2 separate regions of the Mus musculus genome follow, and region 1 is linked to region 2. Evidence: chromatin contacts called from public HiChIP or PLAC-seq data. All regions are on one chromosome and are shown on one strand. Each heading gives the region's core, a stretch centred on a gene start, on an enhancer-like site or on the middle of the called end of the contact. The rest is flanking DNA. Distances are from core to core; before and after follow the strand shown.

Region 1 (6,713 bases), core at 2,023-4,522, 170 kb after region 2:
TCCAAACACTAGCAGATGCGGAGGCCGGATGCCACGGCTTGCAGATGGGCATTTACAGCCAGGTGATCTTGAAGGCTCCAGGCCCAGACACACCGCTGCCACTTTGTGTCTTTTACTGGATGTTTTACTAGGAAGTTATAAGTACTTCAGATTTCAGGAACCAGACAGAGTAACTTTCTAAGAACCCGGATACTGGAACCAGACGGCATGGTTTTCTGTCTTGTGAAGATCTGAGGTAATGTATGTAAAATGCCTACAACAGTTTCTGGCACCTAGGATGTGCACAATAAACCCCAAACTGAGCATGCTGTCTTCCACACAAGCTTCCCTCCCGTAGTGGTCAACATCCTGCCCTCGTGAATGCAGACTCCACTGTGCACTCTTCACTCTGGTAGGACCCGGGGTCACCCCACAGTCCTTCCTCTCTGAATCACCATTCTGAGCCCTGAAACCCAGCTGGAGCCTCCTCCTGAGTGGCACCTTGTCCTTCCCTGCTTTGGATCCATGCTGGTTTCTAGTCCTGCTCCATTTGCATTTGTTCAATTCGATCACACTATCCACATCCTTAGAAACATCACAGATATTTAGAGTTGGAAAAAATGGCGCAGGAGATCAAGCACTGACCACATAAGCAGAAGGGCCAATCGGAGTTGAGATCCCTAGGATCCCAATCAAAAGGGGCTGGTAGTCTATCCCAGTGCTCAGGAGACTGAGGTCAGGAATGCCCAAGGCAAGCTGGCTAGCTACCCTAGCTGAATCTACATGCTCTCAAGTCAGGAAATAAACATCCAGCATCAACCTCTGGCCTCCACAAGTACATGAGGCATGTGCACCTGCATCGGCACACATGCGCACCTACATAGATTCAAACATGTATACAGATGTGCACACACACCACACACCTATACCCATGGCAGGGAAAAATAAATGAAGAGCATAGATGTATTAAATGTACATGTGGGGCTGTCAAGACGGCTTATAGACAAGGGCACTTACTGCCAAGCTTGATGACTAAGTCTCATCCCCAGAGCACACAAGTAATCCTCTGAGCTACACCTGTGCACTATGGTGTGTGCATGTGTGCACACACATAGACATAAAATAAAACACAAAAAATAAAATGTCAAAACTTAAGAATAGAAAGCGTAAGCCCCAGTTTTAGTCCTTGAAGGGCCAGACAGAAGATACAAAATAGTCTGCTGCTGCTATTTTTAAGAATGTTTCCGGGCTGGTGAGATGGCTCAGTGGGTAAGAGCACCTGACTGCTCTTCCAAAGGTCCAGAGTTCAAATCCCAGCAACCACATGGTGGCTCACAACCATCCATAACAAGATCTGACGCCCTCTTCTGGTGTGTCTGAAGACAGCTACAGTGTACTTACATAAAATAATAAATCTTTAAAAAAAAAAAAAAAAAAAAAAGAATGTTTCCCACTGCCTGTGAACTTTCAGTCTTCTGAATACAATCCACAGATTTCCTCCCGGCCACTCAGGGCTGTCCTCACTGAGCCCTGAGTTACCAGTGCCTCGTCACATCAATACAACTTCTCTATAGTCCCTGGAACTCAGCACCCCTCTGTGACCCCAAGTCTGTACTGGTCCCTCTCACTGCATCACCACTATGCTCACATAGCCCACCAGTGGGCATGTGTCATTATCACAACTGTCTACCTGCATGTCCCTCTCCCCTGACAGTCTGTGGCCACTAGCAAGAGCTTGTCAGCTGGAGCCTCCTTAAAGCCCTGCACGGCAGATACTCAATCATACAGAGACGGCTGCCAGTTACTCGGGAAGCTTGTGTCAATCAGATCTGAAAGAAAGGAGTTCTGCTGAACTACGTTTGTTTACAAGAAGAACTGGGTAATGGTGCACAGTAAGGTAGTTACACGACTCATGTCAACTAGACGAGGGCCTCTCCTCTCGAATCCCAGATATGTACAAACAGCCCCACAGAACGCAAGTTCTAGAAGGTCCCTCTAGGATCCTCCACAGAAGTTATTTACGAATGTAGAGACACTTCCTTTCCACTCAGAAGACAGAACAAATACCCGTTTTGTTGTTGTTGTTGTTGTTTTTTCTTTTAAAGAAAGAGGGTGGGGATGTACAGATTCTGGTAGAATGCTTGCCTAGTATGAATAAGGCCCCATGTTTAATCCCTAATACCACATACACTGAGTGTGGAAATATACACCTGTGACCTTAGCATCTGGGAAAAGGGGCAGGAGGAGTAGAAAGATCTGAAGTTCAAGGTCATCTTCTGCTGCATAGTGAGTATGAGGCCAACCTGAGCTGTGTGAGGCCAACCTGAGCTACACGAGACTTTGTGTGGTTGTTACAGTTTTAAGTGTCAACTTGATACAACAAAAAAAATCACCTAGGCAGAGAGAGTGTCAATGAGGACTCGTCTAGAGCAGGTTGTGGGCATGCCTGTATGGCAGCTGTTTCTCAACCGCCTTGGAGGTTGAATGACCCTTTCAGGGGGGTCGCATATCAGCTATTTACAATTCACAATAGCAAAATTACTGTTATGAAGTATCAGCCAAGTAATGCTATGGCTGGGGGTTGGGGTGGGGGTCACCACAGCATGAGGGAGCATTAAAGGATCACAGCATTAGGAAGGTTGAGAACCACTGCTGTAGGGAACTGTCTTAAGTGATTTCACTGATGAATATGGGTGGGGCCCGCTCCCTGGGTTGGGGCCCTGGACTGAGCAAACGCTGAGAAAGCTGGCCGAGCAGTCAGCATGCAGGTACTCATCCTCTCCGCTCTTACCTGTGGGCGTGATGTGCCCGGTTGTCTCGGCTCCCGACACTGTGACTTCCCCAAAATGATGAGCTGTGGGGAACTGTGAAGCTGGAATTGTGAGCTAAAATAGCCCCACCCCAGGTCGCTTTATATCAGGATATTTTAATCATAGCAGCGGAAAGGAAACTAGGACACCTTGCCTTGATTTTTACAAAAGAGAGGAGAAAATAAAAGACCTTGATCCGAAGGAATCTGTGAGCAAACGCTGCTGGGGGGCGAGGTGGGGGGCACCGGCTGGACTGCCCGGTCTCAGCACATGGCCTCCCGAGTGGAACAACGTCTCCCGCCTCCTCACTTCTCTCCCTTACAACTGAGAGAACAGCAGCCTCCCACTTCTGAACTCAAGAGGAATGGCTGTGTATTCCCACCTAAGAATACTCTCTACCATGTACCCCTGAGTCTGGAAGGAGGATAAAAAGGGCCCAAAGAGAACGCCCGTGAGCGACAGTGGGGAGCCACTGAAGCCAGTGAGTGGGCAAGGAAGTGACTCATCAATATGCATCAATCATATTTAACTGTGAGTAGCCACATGGGGCTAATTCCAGGCAGAGGCTCTGGTTGGCACTGGGCCTAAACCCAAAGAACTGCCAGGATATCTGAGCTAAGCATCCTGTATCTGGCTCAGCCACATCACTCTGTCACCTTTGTATACACAGGTCTATACTAAACACACACTGGGGACGACAGAATACAGCCTGCTGTGGAACGAACACAAGGGGGACTGAGTGACAGGAAGTGTTCGCTCCAAGACTTGGCTCCTGCAGGCTGGATTGCTACAGGAAAGACTAGGGGGATAAGAGGCTGGATCAAGGTCATCTAGCCCAACAGAAGGCTTTTACCCACTCACAGATCTTTAGTGAGGACACAGTCAGAGGCTGTCCAGGGCTACTACAGAGCAGATAACATTTCCCCGGTGAGATGGACTTCTCAGAGAACATCAGTAGCAAGCCCCAGTACCTCATAAAGGGCAAAAGATCACAAAGCCTGCACTGACTGTCCTGAATAAAAGGGCAACCAGCCCACACCAGGCAGCTCTACCCCACAGAGTCCGTCTACACTCCTCTTTGCAGCCTCACAGTCACACAGACTGTCCAGGCCCTTGGGTATTTGTGTACTATTTCTGGGACGACCCCAACAGGGGCTTGCGAAAAGACAAACTAGCTTCAGGACAGTGTATGAGACTTGGCAGTCAGTCACCTGGATGCTAAGGCTCTGGGATTCCAGGTAGGGTAAGGTGATGGTCCTGTAGTCATCTCCAGTCTCTCGGATCAGGCGGAGGTCCTGACGCATGTATTTTTGCAGGTGTTTCTCTGTGGCAGGGTACACCACAGTTGTTTTTATATCTACAACAACACAGCACAGTCTGATTAGAAAGTAAGACCATTAAATTCACGAGGTAAGCAACATTCATGGCCAAAAAAAAAAAAAAAAAAAAAAAAAAAGCTTTTACTCTTGGTTCTCTGGCCCCTCATGATATTAAACACATGTTTCAGGCACAGTGAGTGACCAAAAGTTTCTCACTTCTTGTATGCGAATGGCTAGGCATGTGGCTTTCTGGATGCAAAGCAGGCAGTATAGCTTGAGTCTTAGTGGCTCCCTTAAGTAGCTTAGTGGCTCAGTGTGGACTCTGGAGCCAGGCTGTCTGGGCTTAAGGCCTACCCGTGCCTGCTTCTCACTCGCTCCGAGTAGGACTGTGGCTCCCAGTTGGGAATTTGGTCTAGTTACTTAACTTCTGTGTTACCATCTACCAAGTGAAGACAGCAACAGTTCTTATGTTATATATGAAGTGAGTCAGTTACCTGAGAAGCTCTTAGAGCAATGTCTGCTGCTTATAGAGCACTTCAGAAGTGCTGATGGGGTAAAGGCACATGATAACTTGAATTTAAACCCACATGGTAGATGGAGAAAACCAACTCTTGCAAGCTGGTCTCTGACCTCTGCACACACTGTGGTAACACAAATAAGCACACAACTCGTTAGATGTTGAATCCAGGTTTCTCGGGTAGCACCATCAATGACTCTGGCTTGGATGGCTCTATGGCGCAGTGTACTGTATCGTGTCTAATTCTGCAGTAGCCTAGCCTCAGCTTGGATGCTAGTGTCCCCTTCCTCTGGAACAATCAAATGTCTGTAGAGATTTCCAAACCATCCTTCGGAATGTTAAAAGTGTTTGAATTGTAAAGACTGTGGGATTTTTAAGCTTGTAAAATATTTTATATTGCAGTGTTATTAATCTGTGACCTTGAGGACAATCAAGAAAGGAGAGGCTATAGCTTAACAGTGGTGCGTGTGTCAAGTTGACAATGAGTCAATTGTGCTAGATAGTTTTCTAGCCTCAATTGAGAGAACACCTCCATAAGATCCAGCATTTTCGTAATTAGTGATTGATGGGGGAGGGTCAAAGTGATGCCACCCCTTGGCTGGTGGTCCTGGGTTCTCAAAGAAAGCAGGCTGAGCAAACCACAGGGCACAAGCCAGCAAGAAGAACCCCGTCGTGGCCTTTGCATCAGCTCCTGACTTCAAGTTCCTGCCCTATTTGAGTTTCTATCCTGACTTCCTCCCATGATCAACACTGCTGTGGAAGTTTAAGACAAATTATCCTTTTCCTCTCCAACTTGTTTTTGGTGATGGGTGTTTCAACAAAGCAATAGCAACCCTAACTAGGGCAGAATGTTTGTTTATTTGTGTGTCTGTCTAATTGATACACTTTCACTTTGTAGCCTAGGGCTGGCCTAGAAATCACTAAATAGATCAGGCTGGATTTGAACTTGTGGAGATCCTGCCTTTGTCTCCCAAGTGCTAGAATATCAGTTTTAATAATCAAGAAATCCTGAGCCCAGTGTGCGGGCTCACACTCTTAGTCTAAGCAGGCAAGATCTCTTGTGAGTTTGAGGCCAGTCTAGTGTACAGAGTGAGTTCCAGGGCAAGCCCAGACTGTTACACAGAGAAACCGTGTCTGGAGGGGTCGGGGAGAAATCCTATAATTTTCCTGAGCAGACTACATTCGAATGCTCTGGTCTAGCACCACCTGGCTATGGTTAGGTCACTACTGTCGATAACATGTGGCACAGCTGGTGCCTGAACAAAGGTTACTGGGGGAGGGAAGGATGGTGACCTGGTGTTGCAAAATCAGCTGGATGTTTCTAAAGAGCCCCACACGCTTTCTCTGTGGGACTCAGGTCCGATCATCCAGGGAATAACATTCCCTGAGACTTACATCAGCACCCAGCTGCGAACCAGCAGCCTGCACTTTCACACTGGCTCTGAGGATGCAGATGGTTCTCCTGTACTTGCGTGAATGAGAGGGAGAGCGGTGGGAATTCAGAGCTCATCCAGTGTGCTGCTGAGGACACAGCAGAGGCAAGACTGGAACAAAGGCCACTTTAGCTTGAAGTGGTCTTTCAAGATGGCAACCCAGTTCTTCTAAAGCTCGGTTGCCATATGCAGGTGACACACCAAGCACACACCCATTCCATCGCCTCTGAGACAGGGTGGCATGGTGGAGAGCCCCGAGTATGGGATCAGAGTAGCCAAATAGTTTACCTTTTCTGCTGGGTGACCCTGATCATATGGCCTCTTAGAGGCTCAGATTGTTCGACTGTTAAAAACGGTGAACACAAAAGCTGCCTCTCAGCTGCTGTTAGCATTGAGTAAAGCATGCCGTCTGGATCACCAGGGGAGTTAAGTCTCATTCTCTGGACCTGACCCTGGAAATAAGGCACAAGATCTTCACAACCTTCTGGAAAGAAACTCTTGCTTTTCACTCTTCACGACTCTCTAATAACCCATGGTCAGACACCAGGCACATGAATCTCAAGAGCCAAGAGACTTTGTAAAAGAGACTGAAGGGCACCCTGGACCTTTCCGGGGCCTTGAGGAAAATGACATAACATCTGTAGTGCAAGGTAGA
Region 2 (6,507 bases), core at 624-3,123:
AGGACATAGTGTGCGCTGAGACAGTTCCTATGGGGCTAATGTCCGGACACTCACATGCTGATAAGAAAACCAATGGTTAGGGAAAAATGGTTAGGGAAAGCCATTTTCCCCTTCCCTAAAGTTAGCAACTAAAGTGCCTGTATTAAGCACCTACTGTATGCCATGACCACCCTCAGCTAGGAATGTAACAATGAGTAGAAAAATATGATCTCACAGCTGCTTCTAACACAAGGAGACAGAAGGATGCTATCTTATGCTATAATGAGGGCCACAAACCCAAACACAAAAGACAAGGAGGTGAGAGGTGGCATGGTGCCAGATCATATGGATAATCAGATTAGACCTTTCTGAGTAACATGACCAGAGAGACCTGTGGAAGTTAAGGGTAAGCCAAGCAAGCATTTGGAGAAAGAATGGTTCCAGAAAGGCACTCCATGATACATGGGCCCTGAAACACTGTTCAGTAACAGCAAGGAAGCCTGTGTGACAAAGGTCACCTACAGGGCTCTGATGGGCCAGAAGTTGGCTCTGAGCTCTCCTTGTAGTCCTGATGTAACAGCAACAGGGATCCAGTCCTGCAGTGACACTCTGAGGACACAAGGCCACTTGATGCCTCATATTCATCATTCGATGCTGCTGTCCCTAATACGAGCAGCCAGATGGGCCCTACAAGAGCTCAGAGCTTCCTCTCAAGAGATGGCTCACTCATACACACAACCTCATACTGTCTAGACATGCTAACCCACACAGGCAGTGGTCAAGCTAACCCACATCAACACCACTCACATACCTACACTCACAGCAGTCACTTGATCCTCACACAGCATGGTCATGCTCATCTGCAGGCAGAGGTCCTGTGTCTCTCCCCCCCAACACACACACACACACACACACATACACACACTGGTTGTAGACAACCATGGTGCAGAGCAGTGGGAGGTTGAGGGAAGCAGTAAGGGCTGTGAATAGTCGGAGAGAGAAAGAGAAGACTGCAAATGAATAGTCAGGGTCTTCTAAACAAACAACACTGGGGTCTTAACAATGAGCCTTCCCAGAGTCTACCAGTGGGAGCAGAGGCCCTGGAAGTGAGACTCAGAGATCCTCCTAATAGGTAATTTTCTTTTCATGAACATTAAAGTAGTCTTAAGAGTATTAAAGCCAAAAGCCAGGCGTGGTGATGCACGCCTTTAATCCCAGCACTTGGGAGGCAGAGGCAGGTAGATTTCTGAGTTTGAGGCCAGCCTGGTCTACAAAGTGAGTTCCAGGACAGCCAGGGCTACACAGAAAAACCCTGTCTCAAAAAACAAAACAAAGCAAAAGAGTATTAAAGCCAATATATTAAAATTCAGAACCTTATTTTAAACTTAAGTATTGTGTTTACAGCAAAAATTGAATGAGCTAGTTCAGTTTTCCCAGCTAGAATGGTTGCAAAATTCACAATACCAATCCCACTTGCTAACCTCATTCCCACTGGAACCTTCTGTAGGTTTCACCCAATCAGATGACCCCCTTTAGCACCTACAGTGACTTCAGCTTTCTGCCTTCGTTTAATTGTGCTTTTTTTGTTGCTGTGAATTCTGGGGGTTTGGGGGGCAGCTGTTTTAAAAGTTTGTATTAGGACATGTATCTGCATTCCAGAGGTTAGGTGTGTGCTGTTAAATTTCATGCCTGAGACGAATGTCTCACTGTCTCCCCTGCTCCGAGCCTCAAGTAGAAGCAGAGATGTCAGGCTGCTGCCCATAGTCTGAACCAGAAAAGGATCTGAGGGTGGGTGTGTCTTGACTGGCAACTGGCAGTCATTGTTTGTGCAAATGGGGCATTGAAAACTATGAGCACAGGGCCTGAGGGAATCATGTGGACCTGTGACTCAGGCTCCAACTCAGATTCCCACTGTTTCTGGGTTAAGCAGTCTCTGCTTCCACTGAGCTGCCTCTGGGACATGGGGACAGAACAGACAGCTGAAGCATGCACCAGGACAAATGCCTGTCCCTTGCTACCCACAAATCACAGTATTAGGAAGTTCTGCTTTGTGTCTGACCTCATTCCTTCCTGCGCCCGTATTTTCCTGGTGTCACTCATTACTGAAAGGACAATGTCAGTGTCATACATGGAGGTAGGTCTCTGTTAGTTTTCTCGGTCACTTCTCCAGCAAGGGTGATGGGGAAGGTCAGGGAGTCTCCAAGTTGGCAGGGAAGAAGCCAGTCTCTCCTGCCAGCCCACCGAGCCACCAGGATGGTGATGGACAGGCACTGAAGCACAAGCCACAAGCAGGGAAGCCCTATTGGGAAGCTGTTAATTAGAGTTTGAAATGGAGTCAAAGAAACCGAGGGGTAAGGGAGTGGCCTTTTCCCCATAGCAGCCTGGCAGAGACTCCAGAAGCCTCAGACTATATCCTCCATGGCTGCCCCTCCCTTCTTAGCCCCTCCACCCACCTCTGCCCCTTTTCCTCTACAAACAGAAGCAACTTGCCAAGATCAGAGACTGACTCAGAGCAGGCCAGTGACTCTAGAAAAGCTAATGAGCACCCTACAAGTGAACAGAAGCTGAGGAGGACGCTGAGAAGCCACCAAATTCATCCCCCTGCCTCAGACTCCTGTTACCATGTAGCGTCCAACTCACCCCCAACAAACCAATAAGCGCTAGAGGGAAAAAAGGAGGGGTTGGGCCTCTCTCCCTTCTGCTGGGTTTCCAACAGTACTTGCTGCTGTCTAACTTGAGTCTTTTATGCTACATCCTAAGTCCACCTCCCTCTCCTATCAGTGAGGAGTAGACTGGACAGACAACGCTTCTCTATATAAAGACCACTCAGTGCCCAGATGCCCATCTGTAAGCTATTCGTGTATTTTATGAGCCATGAGGAAACTGAAGCATGCACGGGATGGGAAGGGGTTTTTGTCTCAAGGAAGGCAAGTAAGAAAATAGAAGTCTGATTCTGAATTCATCTCTTCAAATCGAACTTGCTGTGTGGACTTAGACATGTCACTTAAAGTTCCTGGGAAAATTTCCTGATCTATCCTAATCCAGATAGGAGAGGAAGTGTACTCCCTGCTGTCAACCACTCTGCCGCACCAGGAGCCTCTCTGTGGGATGCATGTGGGCAGGGTGCCCTTCGATGGCCTTATCTGATGAGAGAACATCGTGGGAAGGCCAAAGACCAGCCCTGAGGGAAGCAGAGAGGGGAGCCTTCATCCAGAGCCCCAGGATCTTGAGCTCACTCACAGCCTGCCTAACAGGAAGGGATGTGAGGAGCCCCCACATCTCCTGCAACTCTGTGCAAAGCCCCAAATCCTTCAGATGGCACTTCCTGTCCTGTCCACTCTCAGGGGTAGACACTAAAGTTCCCAGAAGTGACAGTCCACCTACAGCCCAAGAAGCAGTGCTCTGAGCACTCGGGTCCATCCTTGGGACTCAGGTTCAGGACAATCCCAGGTGCCCATTCTCTCTGCTGTGAGATGGACACGGTATCCACAGCTTTACCTCACTGTCCGAGGGGACACCTGGCAACCTACCAAGGGCAGGTGGCCAGTGGATTCTGCAGCATCTGTATATCACCCCTGTGTTGTAGCATTTGAATTACCTCCTCCCAACCGTGGGCTCAGGTAGAAAGCACAGGCTCTTCCTGTCTAGCCCAAAGCCTACTTCTGGCTTTGAGTGTTGGCTCACCATCTGGGCGGAGCTACTGAAGGCAGAACCACTGCCCAGGAGGAAAGAAGCCAGAGAGTAGGGATAGACACTAACCGCGCCCCACTGAGCATTTACATATGCCATCTTCTAGAACCTGCACACCAGTCCTTCCCAACAAATAGTCCATCTTCTGGCTTCTTGCAGCCCAGCCAGGCTCAGTGAGACCTAGCCATGGCCACACAGTCAGGAACAGTGTGACATTCCAACCAAGGCCAAATGTTCTTTCTACTCCTCAAAACAACAGCCAGACTTCTGGGAACTGGAGAGCCCTGGTTAGTCTATTCACAGCTTCCTGTCTCCTGGACAGGCCCAATGGTAGGTGCCTGCTGCACAGACCTCCCTGCCCCCTAGTCTCCTAAGTGTATCTGGGGGATGCAAATTAATGATAAGAGTCTGAAGCAGATTTAGGAAGGGAAACTGCCTTGGTTCTGTTCTCTCTCTCTCTCTCTCTCTCTCTCTCTCTCTCTCACACACACACACACACACACACACACACACACACATACACACACACACACACACACCAATTCCAATGTGAAATTCAAGTGTTACTTTTAATTGTGTAGATTTAAGTTGCTCATGACTCTGGCCACAGTCACGCTAATGTTCTTCATAGGAGCTGCCAGTGACATTAAGACATATCCCCCTAGAATACGGAATAAAATATCCATGGAAGGAGTTGCAGAGACAAAGTTAGGAGCTAAGACTAAAGGATGGACCATCCAGAGACTGCCTCACCCGGGGGTCCATCCCATAATCAGCCACCAAACACAAACACTATTGCATACACCAGCAAGATTTTGCTGAAGGGACCCTGATATAACTGTCTCCTGTGAGGCTTTGCCAGTGCCTGGCAAATACAGAAGTGGATGTTCACAGTCATCTATAGGATGGAACACAGGGCCCCCAATATAGGAGCTAGAGAAAGTACCCAAGAGCTGAAGGGGTCTGCAACCCTATAGATGGAACAACAATATGAACTAATTAGTAACCCCAGAGCTCGTGTCTCTAGCTGCATATGTAGCAGAAAATGGCCTAGTCGGCCATCATTGGGAAGAGAGGCCCCTTGGTCTAGCAAACTTTATATGCCCCAGTACAGGGGAACACCAGGGCCAAGAAGTGGGAGTGAGTGGGTAGGGGAGCAGGGCAGGGGGGAGGGTATAGGGGACTTTTGGTATAGCATTTGAAATGTAAATGAAGAAAATATCTAATAAAAGATGTGGGGGAAAAATAATGCATCAGTTAGCAAGTTTTAAAATTGAATAAAAATGTTTAAATTGTTGGGGAAAAAAAGACATATCCAATCCCATAACCCAGAGACCCCCTTATTGGACCTGCTTCTCAGAGCAGCTCACAGGCAGTTCTCAAGTGATACAATTTCATGTGGACTAATAGGCATAAAGCCCTTACATCCTAGGCTTGTCTGGTGACAGTGATATAGATCTGAGCTGAATACATTCTGATGTGCCTGATCCCAGAGTGCCCAAAGCAACTTAATGCCATCCTCCTTTTATAGCGTGTCCACCATGCACAGAACACTTTCCAGGGCAAGTTGGCTGCTAACCAAAGGGAGAGGGAAGGTCGAACTACAAAGAGAAACAAGAAGTGTGCCCTTGTGGAAGCTAACACGCCATTGGTGACTCCCGTGCAGTTGTGAGACATAGAGAGCCCCCCTACAGCTGTGGTCACAGCTGGGGCACCACGAGTGGATGTACATGTGGGCCAGACTGGTCTCTGTTTTCCAGTCACAAAGTAGAGGTCAGTGGAGATATTTGTCCAAAACCTGACAGTCACATAGGTGTCCATATGTCAGGGCAGGAAGGGAAGGCCCTTCTAGGAAGAAAACACTATGGAGCTTGATTCCAAGGCCTGGGAGGCCTGGCAGCAGTCTGTAAGAAACAACCATGTGGTTCTCCCCTCACTGGGTGAGGTTGCATCCATCCACTAGGCCCAGATGCAGTGGGGCCTTAGAGGCCACGGGAGTATCATGGGATGGTGGGAGGGGGCAGTGAGATGCTTGGAGGCTGTGGGGAGTGGGTGAGTTAGGAGAAGCTTAAGAGGAGAGGTATAAGTAGATGCTATGCACCACTCATGAGTGGCGGCTGAGTCTGAGGTTACCCAGAGCATCAATCCCCATTCCCCTGGGCAGCAGACCAGGAGCAACTGTGTTAGCCAGCACCACATGGCCCTCTTGCTTCAGTATCCCCATCCTTCCTGCCCCGCACCCTCACAATACTAACTCTCAGATGAGAACCAACCTCTACAGAGTCATCAAGAAGACTAGAGAACCAAAGGAGAGTCAGGAGAAAACTATCCTTCTTTGTTAGCTATCATCAATTCCTCAGACTCAGACTTTAAATTTAAATTAAAAAAAAAAACTTATATTGCAGCTAGGGATGTAGGTTTGTAAAGCACTGGTCCACCATGCATGAGACCCAGGGTACCAGTCAGTCATCTGTACCATATAAGCTGGGTGTGGTGTGGTGGTGCATTTCTGTAATCACAGTACTTCAGAAGTAAAAAGGTGGGAAGTTCAAGGTCATCTCAAGTACACAGTGAATTTAAACCCAGCCTGAGCTAAATGAGAAACATCAGCTCATCTCCCAGTTGTGCCCAGCTGCTCCCTAGCGTAAACTGGCATTGTGAAGGATAACAACAGCAGCTTGGGGACCCATCAAGATCCACCTTTCCCCAAGGGCATAAGTGTTCAGACTAAAGCTTTAGAGTGTCAGTGAAAGTAGGTGCTGGTAGCATACAGATATGAGAGGGGACTGGGACTTTGCATTAGAATCACAGGAAGGAAATGGTCACCCATGATGACAT

What was found. HiChIP or PLAC-seq counts read pairs in DNA pulled down with a chosen protein or histone mark.
Region 1: an HNF4G HiChIP or PLAC-seq map of pancreatic cancer cells shows a contact between it and region 2. The contact joins two enhancer-like sites. A contact is called at or near these places in 3 of 39 promoter capture datasets (the C10 cell line and liver) and 1 of 115 datasets of contacts at active chromatin or transcription factors (pancreatic cancer cells).

The regions. Positions count from the first base shown.
Region 1 is chr9:35,132,344-35,139,056 of GRCm38.p6, forward strand. Dcps (decapping enzyme, scavenger) reads right to left here. Exons shown (of 6, transcript NM_027030.2): 3 at 4,001-4,146. Among named protein-coding and RNA genes, the nearest start is that of Gm24262, 8.9 kb to the right of the region's middle. Within about 2 kb of position 3,273, at least 43 of the 459 cell types and tissues checked have an H3K27ac peak or open chromatin away from gene starts, as enhancers often do. A contact at or near this core is called in pancreatic cancer cells, where this site is marked.
Region 2 is chr9:34,968,223-34,974,729 of GRCm38.p6, forward strand. All of the region lies in intron 4 of Kirrel3 (kirre like nephrin family adhesion molecule 3), which reads left to right. All of the region lies in intron 8 of Kirrel3os (a long non-coding RNA gene), which reads right to left. Among named protein-coding and RNA genes, the nearest start is that of Kirrel3os, 36 kb to the right of the region's middle. Within about 2 kb of position 1,874, at least 40 of the 459 cell types and tissues checked have an H3K27ac peak or open chromatin away from gene starts, as enhancers often do. A contact at or near this core is called in pancreatic cancer cells, where this site is marked.